2 separate regions of the Mus musculus genome follow, and region 1 is linked to region 2. Evidence: chromatin contacts called from public ChIA-PET data. All regions are on one chromosome and are shown on one strand. Each heading gives the region's core, a stretch centred on a gene start, on an enhancer-like site or on the middle of the called end of the contact. The rest is flanking DNA. Distances are from core to core; before and after follow the strand shown. Region 1 overlaps Gas7 (growth arrest specific 7). Region 2 has its middle 71 kb from the start of Gas7.

Region 1 (2,751 bases), core at 135-2,634, 110 kb before region 2:
CGCATCCTAACAAACAAGCCCACTTCCTTTCCAGAACATTCTGTTCAAAATTTCCCCCGTAAAACTCGACCTCCTTTTAGCTTCAGCTCCTCGATGCAGATGTGAGCCATATGGAGGTGTTCTGCCCTGCATCTGGAAAGATCTCTGATCCCTGACTTTATCCAGTCAGATCTCATCCTAAGTACCCCAGTAGCCAAGAGTCTTAGGTACCCAGAGCTGCAGCTGGTCCTGCCAGGGCACGACCGCCATGTTGGGAAGCAGGCTTTAGGGACATAGTCTGGACCATCTCCAGGTCTGGTTCACAACATACCATAGCAGCTTTCAGGCCCCAGGACCCACAGTCTCAGCTTCCCAGTGAAGGTGGGTATACAGCCCTCCCACTTATCCCAAGCTGCTGAGTGGCTCTTACCTGTTGTAGGCAAAGAGCTCCTGTGAGGGCCAGGGCTGGCTGAAATCCCAGGAGAACTGCTGGGACGTTCCCAGGTGGTCTCTGTCAAAGGAGAAACAAGATCAATTGGAGAGTGCTGAGATGAAACCGAAATGTCACAGAGCAGAGTGAGCCAGAGGCAGTCACCTTCCTTAGAAGAAGGACACCAAAGGACCCCTTCCTTCCTTTCCTCAGCCTCATAGGAGTTTGCTTCTTGCCTATGTCCCTTACTCCCCAACCTCACCCCTCTTGGCAGAGCATCTCTTAACCAAGGCCCTTCTTTACATGGTGGGTCTGAAGAGGTAGCTTCTAGCTACAATCTTCTACCCTCCCCCATCACTCTTCTCTACCTCTGTTCCTAGGGCTCCCATTTCTAGTCCCAGAAGCCCCAGCTGTACAGCAGGCAGTTCTTCTCAAAGCCTATGGTAACCTCAAACCCCAGTGTTCAGAACAAAGAACCTGGGTCTGTAGAAAGTGAGTCCTCAGCCAGTGGGTGAGCCTCAGGCACCTCGGACTCTGCTGCACTCTCCTTAGTTAGGTCGTTTGTTTTTGATTTTAGAGTCACTGTCTCATCATGTAGCCAGAATGACTTGTGATTCTCCTATCTCAGTCCCCCAACCCCCCAAGTGCAGATGATAATCATGTGCCCCTATGTGCAGCCTGTTCTGTGTCTCGGTTGAACTACAGTTTTGAGTGGTCTTTCAGTATACCACAGTGTGTATTGTTTGCTGTCTTCTCCAGGGTTCCTTCCCATCACCCTCCCTGCTGACCCTTCTGCACAGGTATCTGCCTCAAATTTGTCTGAGGACTTGAGCCAGGACCTAGCACACATATTCCAGCCCTTGGATGGTCACAGGTTTGCACCCTGACATCTGTACTTTGTCCTTTAGCACAGCAGTCCTGACCGGTTCACTCCATCACAAATGGCTCCTTGCCAGCCAATAGGGCTGCACATTGTGACAGTCCATGGGCAACCCCCACCTGGTATGCTCCTCAGCTGTCTAGAGATAAACAGACTCCCATTCCACCTAAGCTCAGGGAAAGTCTCCAGAGAACCATGTCCCATTTGTTTGTGCTGCTGACTCCGTTCCTTTGGTGGCTGAGGCCACTGACCTTATTTTAGAAGGAGGAGCACCTCACATACTCACATCTCCAGCTGATGTACAGATTTTGCTATTTTAGCTTCTGGCCACCACAGGGTCCTACTTCCTACCCCTCATCCATTCATCCTTCTGGTACTTGCTAACCACAAGCTACTAACATGCAGGGAGAAATAAAGACATAGCCTGAGCAGCTATGCTTAGCCCCACCTCCAGGCAGGTGACAAGGTTGAGCCTGAGCAGCTGTGGGCCTTGCTGGCTCTTTTCTAGGAAGACTGTGAGGAGGGGCATTGCAACCCTGTGTGTGGGGGGGTCTCATATCAGATATCCTGCATAACAGGTATTTACATTTTGATTCATAACAGTGGCAAAATTACAGCTATGAAGTTGAAATGAAATAATAATGGACAGGGGTCACTATAACATGAAGAACTGAACTAAGGGGTTGTGTCATTCAGAAGGTTGGGAACCACTGGGCTAGGGTACCTTGTAGCTCAGGAGGCTGTTGCGAGTGTCTTGAAGCCCACAGAAAGAAGCTGGCCTGCAGGTAGGTACTTGCTCTCCAAGAGGTTCCTGGTCAGGTCCTTAGTCCTTCTGGTACCTCCCAGTCCCCTGTGAAAGCTCCAGCTGGGCTTCTGAAGGAACAGGGACTCTGACTGAAGCCACCGCCCAGCCTGTCTCCTGGCTTTGACAAGATCTAACCTATGTAAGACTTGAGGACAACTGCAAGCCTGGAGCAGTAACAGAACAGAGCCAGACTGTCTGGAGAGGCATCTGGAGAGAACACTAGAGCTTTGGCAGAGGAAGGATCACACCAACAGCAGGACCATGATGGGTGACACTACTCAGAGGGAGGAAGCCATGTCCAGGTCTTCTGTAAAGAAGACCCTATAATCTGCTTAGAGTGACTAGGCTCTCTGGCCTAGGTCAAGGAAGACTGAAGAAATGATTGAATCCAAAGAGCCCAGATCAAGGCTCTTGTGCCTTCTCTGGGCTTCCATTGCTAGGACCCTGAGTTGCTCCAAGGTGGCTGTTGTCACCAGGGCTAGGGATACTGTGTAAGTTGCAGTGAGCCATCCGCCAGAGACTCTTTTCCTACCAACGCACAGGTGGAGAGCAGTCCTGAAAGAACACACTTTCCTAATGGCAACCACTTCCTTCGGACCTTGTCCACTGTAACCAGGGCAGCCAGACATATGTAAACAGCTGGCCATGGGGAAAGCC
Region 2 (3,046 bases), core at 75-2,574:
TCCCAATGTGATGAGAAAAGGAATATACCGTAAAACTAACAGGCTATGATTCTAGTTTCCACAAATAGCAGGACAGCCACACAATAGGTTATGAGTTCAAATCCCAGCTCTGGTACTTGAGCTATATGACCTTCTATAGTCTATTTCCTCACTTGGAGAATCCTGTATAGTTGCAGGGAGACAGTGCTAGGAAATTGGAACCTATAACCCCAGGAGTGAGTGCAGATTACGTAATAGATTTTCCACTAATTTTTTATGTGCTTAGGATTTAATTTTTAATCTATTAAGACTAAAACCTAAAGGCTGGACAGATGCAGCCCTCTGGAGCAAGTGTGTTGATTTGAACTGACTGGCTACATTTCAAAACTGGGAAATTTCAAGATTCCAGTCTGGCACACGTTTTTGAAAACTGTCTAGCACTGTTTGGAATGATACCCAGTTCCTGGGGTCTTAGGTGCCTGCTAGGCCCTGGCACTTGCCCCTTTAACCCACTCAAGATGATTTAACTTTCTGGGGTGGTCAGCATCAGCTTTGCTCTAAACGATAAAGATAATAAGAGAGTGATTTGGGGAACCCTAAAGGAGACTCACCGGTAACCCCATCAGCCCCTCTTCAAATGCCCACCAACTTGTCTTGGAGTCCCTTGATTTCCAGGCACTACTGTGCCTCTCTCTTACATACAGCCTGCTGCATGAACCTGAGTCCAACATAGACAAGCAGGCATGGCTGCAGCTATGCTGGCCAGTATCAGAACCATGTGCTTTTTGGACTGGTCTCACAGGCTGAGCGATTCCACAGAAGGCTCAGTTTTTCTCTGCCCTGATGGATGTCAGCATTCAAATCCCACCCAGCAACCCTGAAGGATTCTAGGTGTGCACTCCCCAAGGGACACACTCTGGGCACAGGGTGGAAATGCACGAATGCCCTTTGAGAACTTTGATCTTGTTGACATGAACTTGAACCAGGTTAATAAGGGTTAGTGTGGGTTTTCTCTGGATTCTAGGGTAACGATGAGAAAGCAGAGGTACTAGGTTTCCTTCCAAGAAGCAAACTGAAGGAGGTCTAGCCCTTGAATTCTCAAGCCTGGGCCAGTTCCCAGCAGGCTGTGTGTAACACGCTGTTACCTCTTAACCTCTTCCCCCTTCCCCCCTCCCACCCCTTCAGCTCCTCCCTGCAGATGCTGATTCAACAGTAGAACCCTCACAGAGATCTGAGCAAATTCCATGACCACCTCTTGGGCCACATAAGTTCTCTGCAGAGTACAGGCAAACACTGAGTCAGACATGTAAACATCTGGGGCTTAACTAAATCTTCTGCTCTCTGGGTCAGTTGGGTGGACTCTGAACTGGACCAGTGAAAGATTCAGGTCCAGTTTCCAGGGAACCTGGCCAGGTCTGGGACTCAGGTCCTTGACCCAGTCTTGGACCAGGCTGAGTCATAGAAGAAGCCAAGGCGGTTGGTGCAGCCTCACAGCCCACACCAACAGTCCCCGGGGCTGCTCCACACCCAGCCCACACGTGGGAGGCACAGGCCAAGATGCTTCAGGACTCCATTCTGTGGTGGAGGAAACAGTTCCCTAATCCCTTCCTAAATCAAGTCCTTGCCCAGAGTCCAGAGGCCACTGCTTGCTCTGCTGGGATGTTCCTGTGCTGACCTCCTGCTGTGGGAAGTCCTGAGTCAAGGGGGTAGGAGGACAGGGAAGAGGTAGCCAGGGGACACACAATTCCTTGCATGTCCCGTCCCAGGGCCAGAGCACCCAGACTTGATTATCTCAGCTTTGATTTTTCATCCCACACCCCATGGAATTCCAGAGCCAGCTGAAGCCAAAGGCCTCCCCCTTCCCCTTCACTGAGCCAGAAAGCAAAACATGGTGTCTCCCTGCTTATATTTAATTTACAACACTTGTTCTTTGCCTGCATGCAGGGTTAATAAAAAAATGTGAAGGCCTTTTTCTAAAAATCCCAAGCAGAGTGATATTGTAAACGGAAATGATGCTTGATTGATTCCTCCCTGCAGGTCAGCAGCTTTATCTGTCATCCTTTGATTTAAAAATACACAGGCACGGAAGTGTTAGCTTTAAAGCAGAGACCATTCATTAGGGAAAGGATAGTGTCACCAGCAAAGGATGCTGGGACAATAGGTATCTGCATGCAAAACAATGGAGCTAGACCCATTCCTCACACCATTAGGCTCAAAACCCTAAGTGGCAGAGCTAAAACTATAAAATTCTCTAAAGGGGCTAGAAAAATGGCCCAAATGTTAGCAGCACTTGCTGCTCTCTAAGTCCAGCCCCGGAGGACCCAATGCCCTCTACTGGTTTCTGCAGGCAATAGCATTCAGATGTACACAGACAGACAGGCAGACAGACAGGCAGACTGAGAGGCAGGCAGGCACGCAAGCGCGCGCGCGCACACACACACACACACACACACACACACTCACAAGCAGGCACACGTGCCTGCATGCCCTAGAAGAAAATGCAGGCAAAAGTCTTTATGACCAGGATTAAGCAATAGTTTCTCAGGACAACAGAAGTAGAATGGAACAAAGCCAATCAACTTTCACCTAACTTAATAACCTTTATGCTCTAAAGGACAAAAGGGAAAAGAAAAGTTTCATAGAGCATATATCTGACAAAAGTATCTTCTTAAAAAAAAAAAGATTTATTGTGGGGCTGGTGAGATGGCTCAGTGGGTAAGAGCACTGACTGCTCTTCCGAAGGTCTTGAGTTCAATTCCCAGCAACCACATGGTGGCTCACAGTCATCTGTAATGGACATCTGATGCCCTCTTCTGGTGTGTCTGAAAACAGTGACAGTATACTCACATACATGAAATAAATAAATAAATCTTTTAAAGATTTATTTTATTTTTATATGTATGGGTGCTTTACCTGCATGTATGTCTGTGTACTCTGTTTGTGCTTGGTACCTATGGAGGTCAGAGAGAGTGTCAGATCTCCTAGAAGTGACATTACAGACAGTGGAGACCCACCCTGTGGGTGCTGGGAAGCAAGCTTATGTCCTTTATAGGAGCAGAAGATGTTT

Evidence for each region. ChIA-PET counts read pairs in DNA pulled down with a chosen protein or histone mark.
Region 1: a contact with region 2 is called in an H3K27ac ChIA-PET map of liver, with 8 times the contacts expected there. The contact joins two enhancer-like sites. A contact is called at or near these places in 2 of 15 datasets of contacts at CTCF or cohesin (the NIH/3T3 cell line and large pre-B cells), 7 of 484 Hi-C or Micro-C datasets (B cells, bone marrow-derived macrophages, common lymphoid progenitors and 1 more) and 4 of 115 datasets of contacts at active chromatin or transcription factors (acute myeloid leukemia, kidney, liver and 1 more).

What each region holds. Positions count from the first base shown.
Region 1 is chr11:67,627,349-67,630,099 of GRCm38.p6, reverse strand. It overlaps Gas7 (growth arrest specific 7), which reads right to left. Exons shown (of 14, transcript NM_001109657.3): 3 at 410-490. Among named protein-coding and RNA genes, the nearest start is that of Gas7, 42 kb to the right of the region's middle. Within about 2 kb of position 1,384, at least 7 of the 459 cell types and tissues checked have an H3K27ac peak or open chromatin away from gene starts, as enhancers often do. A contact at or near this core is called in liver, where this site is marked.
Region 2 is chr11:67,513,954-67,516,999 of GRCm38.p6, reverse strand. It overlaps a transcript of Gas7 not described here. Among named protein-coding and RNA genes, the nearest start is that of Gas7, 71 kb to the left of the region's middle. Within about 2 kb of position 1,324, at least 80 of the 459 cell types and tissues checked have an H3K27ac peak or open chromatin away from gene starts, as enhancers often do. A contact at or near this core is called in liver, where this site is marked.